Regions from separate parts of the Sus scrofa genome. Here region 1 is linked to region 2. A link is a contact called in public Hi-C data. All regions are on one chromosome and are shown on one strand. Each heading gives the region's core, a stretch centred on a gene start, on an enhancer-like site or on the middle of the called end of the contact. The rest is flanking DNA. Distances are from core to core; before and after follow the strand shown. Region 1 overlaps DCBLD1 (discoidin, CUB and LCCL domain-containing protein 1). Region 2 holds the start of GOPC (Golgi-associated PDZ and coiled-coil motif-containing protein).

Region 1 (6,421 bases), core at 853-3,352, 64 kb after region 2:
CCTTGGCTATTGTGTGGCAGACCCAGGTCTGGAACCAAGTCCTGTGGGACTCCAAGCCTGTGCTCTTTCCACTGTACTCCTTGCCCTCTTTAGGAGGCTGAGCCTCAAGTACCTTCAAAAGCCCACCAAGCAGGACGCCAATGAGAGAGAGGGGCACGTTGGTTTTGCATAATTTATTACAATTAGTATGCATAGAAAACCAGGTAAACTCACAAGGTAAATGGTTTATCTTCCACAATAACCACAGATAGTCTGCCGTGACCTGCCAGCACCTCAGTATTTTAAAATTTGTGTGTTTCACAGAAAGTCACAGTCGTACAAATAGGATTATAATACATTTTTTTAGGGAAAGGACTTTTGGTCCACATTTTCAATTAAAAACAAACAAAACACTTTCCTCTTTGGCAAAAGAGGTTAAATTCCCCTCACAGTGAACTCACAAAGCAAGCTCAGATAAAAACTATGGAAGAGGAGGTGCAGCTGAGGTCTGGGCTAATCTGGAATTAGAGACATGTACTTGAGGGAAATTCTCTTACAAAATACGTTGTTTCTAACCATCTCAGTAGAAAAGCTCTGTAGATCTGGCTTCAGTCACTTTTCTAAGAAAACACTCCAAATAACTTTTTGTGTTTCAGAGTACAGTGTGCTATTTCAGAAGAAAGTCATGAAACGTGTGGGCGTCTGATTTCAGCAATATTTTTAATCTGAGGTACAAAAAAGCATCTGACACAGTAATTCAGAGTGAAATTGCTGTGCCACCTTCATTCAGTTGAGAGAGCAGTTTTGGTTGCTTCATTCAGTTGAGAGAGCAGTTTGGTTGCTGGAAGTCTCGGCATTTGTCTTTGCAAGACAGTTTGAAAAGGCAGATTTGCATGTGAAAGCTGTACAGTATCTGCCAGGCCAGAGGTGAGCAAGAAGCACAGTGTGATGGAGGCAGCTGCTCAGAGAGCCAGGTCCCCCAGGCCAAGGACAGTGAGGTCCCCCGCAGGCCATGGGGACCTGCTCCTTGCATGTCCTGACCAGCCACTGCATCTCACCTGAAGTGGAGTTTAAGGAACAGGCAGCTGCTGAAATGGTTGGGTTTTGTTTGTTGGTTCTTTTTAATCTACAATCATAATTGCTAACAACCACCCTGATGTGCTTTTCATGCTTCAAGTAATTTCATTCCTTCCAGGAGAAGAATGTTAACAATGCTTTTAGTTCTCCGTATCAAAGGAAAGGAAATGAACCATAATAACAACACGGTTAACTTTAAACAGACCTGCTGCTAACACAGTATCAGAAAAATATATTTTAAAAGTAGACATACTATCATAAACGTTTTTGCAACAGCTTCATAAACGTTTTTGCAACAGCTGTGTTCTTCCACTTAACCTCTGTGCAGAACTAAAACCTGCTAAAGCAAACTTAAGTTACTTTTTGTTAAATACAACTCTGTACAGATTGCACATTTTACACCGAAGCAGCTCAGTTATCACAGTCAGAGAAGTGAAAATGCCATATGAGATTTTTCAGTTTTTTAGCCTAACAAAAAACCCACAGACGCTTGCTCTAAGGATCAGAACAAAACCAGCTGCACAATTCTGTAAACAGTGTGAGAGGAAGTCTCTAGGACTCCACAGCAGGATCCTATTAAAACACACACGCGCACACACACCTCCCTCCAGGGCCGACGCTCAGTACCACAGCAGCTTGCTTTCACATTGTGTTCACAGAAGAGCGGTCATGGCCGTCGGGTTGAGGGGTCTGAGGCAGTCTCTGGGGGCCAAGTAGGCAGCAGAGGTCGCGGGTCCGATCTGGGGCTTCTGATAGTCGGGAGGGGCGCGCCCCACGGCCAAGCCGCCGCCCGTGGGCCTGTCGTAGCCCGGGCCCGTGGGGCTCTGCGGCTGCTGGTAGCCGGCGTCCGAGGAGAAGGCACCGGAGGAGAGGGAATGCTTGTGCGCGGGCCCGGGGCCCGGGCCGCGGGGGCCGCACCGCGCGGAGAAGGTGTGCGCGCGGGCCAGGTGCCGCTCCACGATGGGCGTGGCGTACTCGGGCTCCGGGTGGGTCAAGGGCAGGGCGTACTGGTGGCGGCTGGCCGGGAGGGGGCAGTCGTAGTGGCTGCGGGACTCGGCACCCGGCCCTGCCGCCTCCGCCTCGGTGTCCATCGGCCGGAAGGTGGAGCCTTTCCTGGTGACCGTCCCGGTGCCAATCATGAGAGGCTGCTGGTAATCTGAAACCCAAAGGGCAGAGGTTTGTGCACCCCACCCGCACCGGCACCCCCACTGTGCGTAGAGGGGCGCTGCGCTGCACCCGCTCTGCTGAGCGCCCGCCGTGTACCAGGGGTGAAGAGAAGGCCCGGGCAAAAGGCACCGACGCCACACTTATGGGCTACACAACCACACGCTTGCTTTAGGAAGCCGAAAAGGGTAGCAGGGACCTAGAAAGGCGGAGATTACGGTTAACCATAGAGAGGACCATGAGGGAAAATACTCCACGCAGCTCTTAAACTGGCTCTTGAGAGGCCAGATTTTGGAGGTGGAGATAATACCGTGAAGAATGGGAATAGTGATTGAACAACTTATTAACTAACCACAGACAGTGTGATGTGGCCAGAGTATGAGGGACATGGAGTAATTTAATACAATATAAAGAGTGAAGTAATAGGTTGGGACTAATGATAATGGTGAAGCTCCCATTTATGGGAGTCCTTTCTTGGTGCCAGGCACTATTCTATGATACTAAGAGAACAATTCATTAAATCCTCTGAAAAAAGAAGTACTATGAGTTGAGGACTATTATTCCATTTTACAAATGGAAAACTGAAGCAGAGAGAGATTAACTAATTCCCCCCCCCCACCTTTTTGGCTGCACCCATGGCATGTGGAAGTTCCTGGGCCAGGGACTGCACCTCCACAGCAAGTCACTGTAGTTGGGTACTTAACCCACTGCCATGCGGGAACTCCAAAATTAAGTAATTTTTCCAAGATCACAGGGGTAGCAGCCAGTAGTGCTAGAATTCGAACATAGGTCCCAAGTGTGAGCTGTTACCCATATGCTAGATCACAAAGGGCACTAGAAGCCTTGCTAGGAAGTTGATTTAATTCTGTAGAAATCTACTGAGGACCCTAAATAAGAGACTGGCAAAGAGATGTAACTCCAGAAGGAGACTGAAGAAGGAAAGATCAAAAAAACAAAAAGTAAAAGGCAGAGAAATGAAATATAGAAGCCACAAATCAGGTGGCTGGCAGCAGCTTCAGAAAGGCTATTTGGAAAGGGGACAGGTATCAGAGGAATTTGTCACCAATGATGTAGGCAGGGTGGGAGGAAAGAGGATGCTTCCCAGATGTAAAGCTCTGAAAAAACAGGATCCACAATCAAAAGGCAATTAGAGAAGGAATGCACAGAGCATGTGAGGTGAGGGTTAGGAACAATGGGTTCAAGTTTGGGTCCTCTGAGGAACTGATGACACTTGCAGGAGATGATGTCCAGCAGGCAAGAATTACTGACTTACTGGAGACCAAGAGGGAAGTCTGGGTGTGAGCAGACAAGAAGGAAAGGAAGCACTCTGGAGCTCTGGAGTGGAGTGGGTGAGACTGCAGAAGAGTGGGGGCAAGAGTGGGACGTGGGTCCTTGCACGTTTAAGGTGCCTGAGAAGGACCACATGGTGAGGAGGGAGGAGAGGCTCTACTAGAAGAAGAAGGAGAATGAAAGGAGGACAAGGGGTTCTTCTGTGTCCTTGCCTCACTCCCAAGGCAGAGTGAGAATTGTCCAGGGGGGGAATAAGATGGATTTTGGTGGTAGAGTTGCTCCTTTGGCCCCTGAAGCAGGTCAAGTAACCTTTCCACTGGTACTTTTCCAACCTTAATACATATACACATCACCTGGGAACTTCTGGTTCAGCAGGCCTGGGGCATGGCCTGAGAGCCCATGTTTCTAGAAAGCTCCTGGGTGCAACTGCTGGTCCTCAGAATGTACTTGGAGTAGCAGGAAGTGAGAGCCAGCAGTGCTACTCAGAGTGTGGTATATGGATGCCTACATATTAGAACTGGTTGTGACAGGTCTGCAAAAAGGTAAGTGCACAAATGGAAAGTGTTCAGGAAGAGCAATTTTAGCAAGTAGTTTTATGTCCCTTGAGTCTAATTTAAAAATGAGAGCATTATATTTTGTTACATCTTTTAAAAATGTTCATTTACTAAGTTTACATTACAAAAATACTAGTCCTTGATGGATTAGAGATTTCCTTTTTTTTTAAAAGCAAAAAATGACTCCTTCCTCACAAATCATTTGAAAAACTTGACTCTGGACAATGGCTGATCAGGAACCTGAGGACATTCTAACTGATTCCTTCATCTCCTGCCTCCTCTTCTTACAAGACAGGAGCTGTGCTTAATTCATCTTCCTAGTCCCTTTCCTGGCATGTTACTCAAAACCTAAGTAACAAAAACAGACTGATTAAGGGCTTCCAGATTTTTTTTTTCTTTCTTTCTTTTTTTTAGGGCTACACTCATGGCATATGGATATTCCCAGGCGAGGGGCTGAATCAGAGCTACAACTGCCAGGCTATACCACAGCTCACAGCAACACTGGATCCTTAACCCACTGAGCAAGGCCAGGGATCAAACCCACATCCTCATGGATACTCATTCGGTTAACCACTGAGCCATGACAGGAACTTCCAAGGGCTTCCAGATTTCAGTGGTACCTAAGGACCACTGCTGTGGTTGTCAGGGCCCCTGCAGGTGTAAGAGGCTTGGTTGAATGGGGCTTTCGAAAAATATTTCAGTGTCTGTTTGTAACACTGCACAGAGCAGAAAGAGAAAACTTCACACATGACTGATTCTCAGACCCCATCTAACAAAAGATGTGAGTCTTATTTTTCTTCCTGGTCTCCCCTCTCCCATGAGCAGCACCTCCAACACCTCCCCTGTCACGGAGGCTTGTACTTACCTGCCATATCACTTGTGATGAGATCCAACTTTTGTGTCATCTCCTTTTCATGATCGTAGCTGATGGTAAACTCAGCTGACTGATGCCTGGCAAAGGGATATTTGATCTGCTTCCAACAATCTGGAAAAAAGACATGAAACAAACTAGTATCGCAGAAACACAACACACATACTCTATGAAGTCAGAGGTCAGGCTGCCTTTTGCCTGCAGACCATGATAAATGCACAACCACAGCTCTTCAGGTGTGTGTGGTGGAAACAGCAGGCTGAGGTCATTGCAACAGCAACCCCCGTCTCAACCATGCTTTCCCCTGTGTCTGTAAACTGTTCTATGTGTGTGCCCGTCAGGGCGCGGCTTATCTCTAGGTTAGACCACCTGGCCACGGTTCTCCTTAATCTGCAGTGTCAGCTTGAGGAGTCAACACAGCTGGCTGTTTAGATCCTATGGAAGTGGAGTCCTAGATTGTCCTTGAGATTCTCAGGGGTCCTGCCCTGCTGCCCTCTCTCTGGGCCGTAGCCAGCTCACTGCTTAGGCATCCTGTGTCCTAAGAATTCTTTGAAACCAGTCCTGCCTAGTCCCTCCCCCCTTTTATAACTTCTCCTTCATGAAAGGCAGTGTGGTGACTTAAACTCCAGTGACCCCTGTCCCCCAATTAATGTTGACAAATGATAGGATGATGTTAAACAAAAGTAAAAGTTAACTAAGGATGATGTTAAACAAAAAGTAAAAGTTAACTAGTTATGAAATTTCCAAATTAAAATGAAGTGATAGGATATAATACATTCCTTCTTGCAGATCTGCTAACTTCAAGGCTTTAGATATTTCTTTAATCATTTAAATGTGGGTTTTAATCAGGATCTGCTGATTAAAAGCACCTAATCATGCTTTTAATCAGCAAATTCTGTCCCTTCCTCAAAGACAGAATAAAACTGTAGAGTTTTCAACTAACCTGTTTTCTGAGTCTTAGCTGATCCATAAGGATTTCCTTTCTTCTTCCTCCTATCAAGACAAAAAAAAAAAAAAAAAAAAAAAATCCCACTGAAAAAGTTTTCTAAATGATAAGTTCTGGAGTTCCTGTTGTGGCTTTGTGGGTAACAAGCCCAACTAGTATCCATGAGGATGTAGGTTTGATTCCTGGGCTTGCTCAGTGGGTTAAGGATCGGGCGTTGCTGTGAGCTGCGGTGTAGGTCGAAGACGCAACTCATATCCCAAGTTGCTGTGGCTGTGGCATAAGCTGGCAGCTGTAGCTCGGATTCGACCCCTAGCCTGGGAACTTCCATATACTGCAGGTGCGGCCCTAAAAAGAAAAAAATAAGTAAAAATAAGTTCTGTTCATAAAATAATACTTGATACATTCTACCTCTATCCAACTTGTCTTAAAAATATAAGTTAACATTTTATCTTGGAAGAAGTAATGCTGCTTTTCTACATATGAACATCTGAAGATTAAACTTTTGGTTTTATAATTGTTTATATAATTAGAGAAAAAAAA
Region 2 (6,114 bases), core at 3,287-5,786:
TTCCAGGTCCTATGTTAGGACCTGACCTTCAAAGATAAGCAAGATACCACTATTATTGCCAAGATATTCACAGTCCAAGGGGCTCCAAAAAATGTGTATGCTATATACATTTAGAATATTATAGCAGGTATTTGTAGTAAATTAAACAGGGATGGAGTCCACAGCTCCATGTTAGAAAAAAAGGAAGTCTTCTTGGAAGAGGTTTCTGAGCTAATCCTACATCACTGCACCAAAACTCTCAAGTTTTTAGAACAAGAAGATTGGAGTTCCCATTGTGAATCAGTGATTAAGAACACAACACAGGAACTGTGAGGATGCGTGTTCGATCCCTGGCCTCCCTCAGTGGGTTATGGATTTGGCATTGCCACAAGCTTCAGTATAGGCTGCAGATGCAGCTCAGATCTGGCATTGCTGTGACTGTAGTGTAGGCTGGCAGCTACAGCTCTGATTTGACCCCTAGCCTGCAAACTTCCATATTCTGCAGCTGCGGCTATAAAAAGAAAGAAAGAAAAAACGAACAAGAGGACAAATGGTTGTTCCATATGCGTATATAAGAGAAATGACCAGGAGAATGAGACTAATAAATCACTGTAGAATGCCCAAACTTCTTCAGCATGTGTATCACAGAACTTCAAATTGTTAGTAAATATGAGTAAATATAACACAAATAATATATATGAGTATGATACTCTAAGACTTTTCCCACATTGCTCAAGTAAAATGTAGTGGATTGTCCCTAGCTGGCTTTATTCATCATACAACTGTTTCTAGTGACCAATGGTATTCACTTAATACTTTTTCCTTTTCCTGGCAGGATCACTGGAGAGTTAATGAAACATGTGGGGCTTAATACAGGGCCTGGTAGTTTCCCTTTCCAGTCCAAGGGTTATCTTCCAAGTCCATTCACTACAGTGCCTTTACAATTAATGATGCACTAATAAATGTCTGAACTCTACCCTAACGTCACCACTAATTACCACTACCTACCAAAGAAATCCTTAGCATTGTCCTTTTTTTCCAGTTTCCTCAATCCTCATTGAATTCTTAGTAACACCTTATGGTAAAGCACTGTAAGGATAAGTTTCTAAAACAAGATTGTCACACTTAAGTTATATAAGAAATTTTTGAAGTTCCCTAGGGGCATAGCAGGTTAAGGATTTGGCAATATCACTGTAGCAGCCAGGTAGCTGCTGTGGCGTGAGTTTGATCCCTGGCCTGGGAACTTCTGCATGCTGTAGTCATGGTCAAAAATAAATACACACACACACACAGAATTTTTAGGGCCACACCTGTGGCATATGCAAGTTACCAGGCTAGGAATCAAATTGGAGCTACAACTGCTGGCCTATGCCACAGCCACAGCAATGCCAGATCTGAGCTACATCTGTGACCTACAGCGCAGATCATGGCAATACCAGATCCTTAACCCACTGAGTGGGGCTAGGGATTGAACCCAAATCCTCATGGATAATAGTTGGGTTTGTTTCCACTGTGCCACAATGGGAACCAAATAAATATTTTATTAAAGAAGAAATTTTTAATCACATAAATGATTCTTGAAACAATTATTAGGCGGTTTTGCCAATGCAATTTCAAATAGAAGTATCAATTTGTTTAATCTCTTTGAAAATAAGTCCCACAAACATTGAGTTTGCATAGTACTCCCAATGCTAAAGTAGATCGAGACAAGCAATACATGTAGATAGAGCACACTGACAACAGATGGCAGCACTAGAACATCAAACCCTGCTTTTCATGTCCATGTTAGGCTGGCACTTGCACAGATGTAAAGCCCCAATCAAGTTGGACAAAAGATGATGTCTACCTAGAAGGTGTCTCATGAGCATCTGAAATAGTCACATAGCACCAAGCAGCAAGCACATTAGGATGTGGAAGCTGCTACATAGAATGGTAATAAGGAGATGAAAATCTTCTGAAACACAGAGGGTATGACTTGGAATTGTAAAAATTGTACACAGAAATGGAGTTGGTTCTTCAATCCTGAAAATGGGGGTATTCACCAAGGATCAGAGCCCTGGGTACAAATAAACACTTAAAATGCATTTCAGTTACATGAAGTTGAATTTTTTTAAAAATTTTTTTGTCATTTTAGGGCCTCGCCCATAGCATATGGAGGTTCCTAGGCTAGGGTCAAATCGGAGGTGTAGCTGCTGGCCTACACCACAGTCAGAGCAATGCTGGATCCTTAACCCCCTGAATGAGGCCAGGGATCGAACCTACGGCCTCATGGATGCTAGTCAGATTCGTTTCCACTGAGCCATGGCAGGCACTCCAAATGTTTTTTTAAAGAAATGAAATTTATTTTCAATAGTAGTTCATATAAGCTAAAGAAAGTGGTAAGTAGGAGTTCCCGTCATGGCTCAGTGGTTAACAAATCCAACTAGGAACCATAAGGTTGCAGGTTCGATCCCTGGCCTTGCTCAGTGGGTTAAGGATCCAGTATTGCTGTGAGCTGTGGTGTAGGTTGAAGAAGCATTGCTGTGGCTGTGGTGTAGACCAATGGCTACAGCTCGGATTAGACCCCTAGCCTGGGAACCTCCATGTGCTGCAGGTTCAGCCCTAGAAAAAACCAAACAAAAAAAAAGAGAAAGTGGTAAGATATAGAAATGAATATTACAATTACTCTTTGGGATAATATTTCTCATATATTAACAGTTGTATATGGCTTATCACTGGGAAGAAATTTTTTTCGAAAAAAACTTGGGGACTGATTTGTCAATTCATTTCACAGGTAACTTATACATGAAGCAATGGATTTCCTCATCCTTCTATACTCCATGATTAACAGCTAGGATTTTGGAGGAAAAGACACCTAGATTGAAATCTCATCTCAGTGGATTTTTAGCTGTATAGCAAGCTAACAAGATACTTAAGTTCTCTATGATGCATCTATAAAAAGCTAACAACAGCTAGCTCACAGGATTTTGTAAGAGTCAAAGCAATAAAGCAAACAGCACAATGCCGAACACATAGTGTGTATTCAACAACTGAAAGCTATTGTTGTGATTTGGTACCTGGGCCCCTCAACCCCAACTTTATGTTTGTACTTTAAATTCCTGAAAATGGGACTGCTAACTATATTATGAATAGAGAAAGTGGCTGGAGACGTGGTAGCTGCAGTAGTGATGTTCTTGCAAATATTGCTGATAAAAATAAAGTTAATTTGGAAGGGAGCGGGGAAAGATGTAAATCTTAGTTTTATGTTAAATAGGCCCCTGTGAAAGGGTCTATTTAAGCTCTAGGCAAGGATCTCTGATTAGTTTTACTTAGCTGTTTGCTGAAGCCAAAGGACTTTATCGGGTGATATAGTAGAGTTTGCCGTGACCCAGAAAAAAACCCTAAAACTATGATTTCTTATTCCTCACCACATTGCCTTAGCGAAGGGCCTGCCCTGTGGAGAAAACTGGAAGAGTTTGGAGTGTGCTGGTAAAATATTCCCTTAGGCCATGACTCCTAGGAAAGAGAGTTCTTACCAGCCTACTCGCAGACTGGTTTCTCCTTTCCTTATCAAGACTGGGGGTTACTCTTGAAGTAGAGAGACAGTAGGTGAAATGGTAAAGAGCAGTTGCTCAATACTTTCAAAATTCAAATTAAAGTTGTAGCTAGGAGAGTTAGACCCAGTAGCCTATGAGCTCCGCTTAAGTGAGAGTCATGTCTCCATTCATTTTTGTGTCCCCAATGCCTCAATAGGACTCTGCATTCAATATATTTATGAATGCATGAATCTTTATAATTTTGTCTTATGTGTAGGAACACTGTACTACTTTTAAAAACAAGTACACCTTTTTAGGTAGTTGCTTGAAAAAGCATGACCTGTATAGTAATAAGGAACACCAAGTGCCAAGTACTGAAGCAAAACATTTTATCCTGTTCCTGAGTGAAGTAAATGCTGGAAACTGAGGCTTCGAGGTTAAAGAATACAACTATGATGGCACAGCTAGTATGTGATAGGGTTTAAAACTTGAATCCAAGGCCGCCTGCCTTTTAAGGACAAGACAAAAGGTCTTGTATTAATTCAGCAAAACCTGGTGAACCGTTGTCCTTCAATATGCAGTTCTAGGCAGTTTCCACCGGGAATTTAAGGCCTGGTTTATCTAGAAGAGCCAGTGTGTCCATCGACCCTACCCACCTCATCCTAATCAGGAACCGAACTGGAAAAGGGAAAACGTGGCCACTGCGCATGCTCAAATGGCCCTTCCTTACTCTTCCTTCCCTCCCCCGGTACGTCAAAGCAGCAACTTCCCAGACGATTTTAGAATGGGTCCCGCCCACTGTGAAGTCAAACGGGCAGAATCTCTTCCGCTTTGCTACGTGGACACTTCTCTTCCTCAGGCCTTTCCAACTTGGAAGCCAACATCACGAGCCTCTGTTTTTCGGGTATTCAAGCTAGAGTTTGCCAGTTGTCAATATGGCGGCTGACAGGCCGGTCCCAAGCAGAGGCTTTTCATAGGCCTACGTCGCATCCTAGCCCCGCCCACTTCGTCTCTCCCGGCTGCGTCCACCTTGGTCTTTTCTACGCATGCGCAGTGGGGGCGGGCCGGGAGGTGGGACTGCTGGAGTCTTCCGTGTGCGGTTGCCGCCGCCGCCTCAGCTTTGCTACTCCTGCCACTCCGGGCTGCGTTGCCGGCGTTAGCCGCGTGAGGGTAAGGGAGGGGACCGACGGAGCGTGTGTGCGCGGGGCTTCCTGCAGTCCCAGCAGTTCCTCTCGCGGGTGGACAGCGGGGTCAGCAGCAGTCGCGGGAGGCCCTAGACGGCGCCATGTCGGCTGGCGGCCCATGCCCGGCAGGAGCCGGTGGGGGCCCAGGGGGTGCCTCTTGTGCTGTGGGGGTCCCCCCTGGCGGGGTATCCATGTTCCGGTGGCTGGAGGTGCTGGAGAAGGAGTTCGACAAAGCCTTCGTGGATGTGGATCTGCTTCTGGGCGAGATTGACCCGGATCAGGCGGACATCACTTATGAGGGGAGGCAGAAAATGACCAGCCTGAGCTCCTGCTTCGCGCAGCTTTGCCACAAAGCCCAGACTGTGTCCCAAATCAACCACAAGCTAGAGGTGAGCAATGGGCTCTGGAGGGGTGGCATTCAGCTCCAGTCATCAGGTCCCGTTTAACGCACCAGTGAAACGACCCTAGAAAACTGCTAACCAGGGCACCTGGGCTTTCATATGTGACGGGGGAGTGCGTTGTGTGCAGGAAGCAGAGTGAAGTGAGATTAGAGTAGAAAAAGTTGTGTAGTTTGACGTGTAGGTCTTCCTGGGAGCCTGTCATCCACCTTCCTAGTATCTCTTTGAGGAGGAAACAGGAACTAAGTGTATCAGTCTACTTGTGCATATTACATTAACAAACCTAAGACTTGGGCTCAAAGATTCTCTATTGTAAGAACACTTTCGTACACCTTTTAACATTTGAGTTTTTGGATCTACTTTCACATTGATAAACTAGGATTGTATATCGCTAGCGGACACAGCCCTTATTTTTAGCTATTTCAGATCAATTTCTGTTGTTTCACACAGACTATTCCTTGTCTGCATGAACTGTTTAGGGGAATTTGATAAAAGCTTAGGAAATTTAGTAGGATAAACAAGATGGTATCAGTGTCCTTCTCACTTTACAGTTAGTTGGTCTTTAAATTACAAGCAGATTCAACCAGAGAGCCCTAGTTATTCGCATGACTTCTAACATTGAGGTTTTATATACTTTACCATATTTCCCTAAGTCTAGATTTATTTTTGAGTGTGTGAAGAATGACCATTTGATTTAGTCTCTTTCTAGTCTTGGGTGTGGGTAGAGTAGTGGTGGTGCAAAACAAAACTACCGTGTTTTGCAGAAAAGTAAATTAGTACATTACAATAATTAGAAATCAGGATGTATTAACACTGTTACATAAAGAGCATTGTCTAACTAGATAATTTAAATACAAGAATGCAGCTTTCATTTTAAAGTAGATAAAAATGGTATAATCAGTGATGTACAAAGCTCTTTGAACACTAGATTTCATAAGAAATCATCATTACTATCAGTTGTGATAATTGAGAGTGCCCATTGGATCCAAATCTATATGAATATCAGAAATACATCCTCTCCTTGCTTAGTGGTTAGCG

Evidence for each region. Hi-C and Micro-C count contacts between places; a contact is called where the count stands out from the background.
Region 1: a contact with region 2 is called in a Hi-C map of skeletal muscle, with 1.8 times the contacts expected there. The contact joins the enhancer-like site here to the promoter of GOPC in region 2. A contact is called at or near these places in 5 of 47 Hi-C or Micro-C datasets (embryonic fibroblasts, fetal heart ventricle, liver and 1 more).

Annotation. Positions count from the first base shown.
Region 1 is chr1:44,300,954-44,307,374 of Sscrofa11.1, forward strand. It overlaps DCBLD1 (discoidin, CUB and LCCL domain-containing protein 1), which reads right to left. Exons shown (of 15, transcript XM_005654388.3): 13 at 5,879-5,928; 14 at 4,930-5,049; 15 at 155-2,212. The coding sequence ends at 1,710. Among named protein-coding and RNA genes, the nearest start is that of GOPC, 65 kb to the left of the region's middle. Within about 2 kb of position 2,103, at least 42 of the 83 cell types and tissues checked have an H3K27ac peak or open chromatin away from gene starts, as enhancers often do. A contact at or near this core is called in liver and skeletal muscle, where this site is marked.
Region 2 is chr1:44,234,828-44,240,941 of Sscrofa11.1, forward strand. It overlaps GOPC (Golgi-associated PDZ and coiled-coil motif-containing protein), which reads left to right and starts at 4,537. Exons shown (of 9, transcript XM_003121242.5): 1 at 4,537-5,067. The coding sequence starts at 4,780.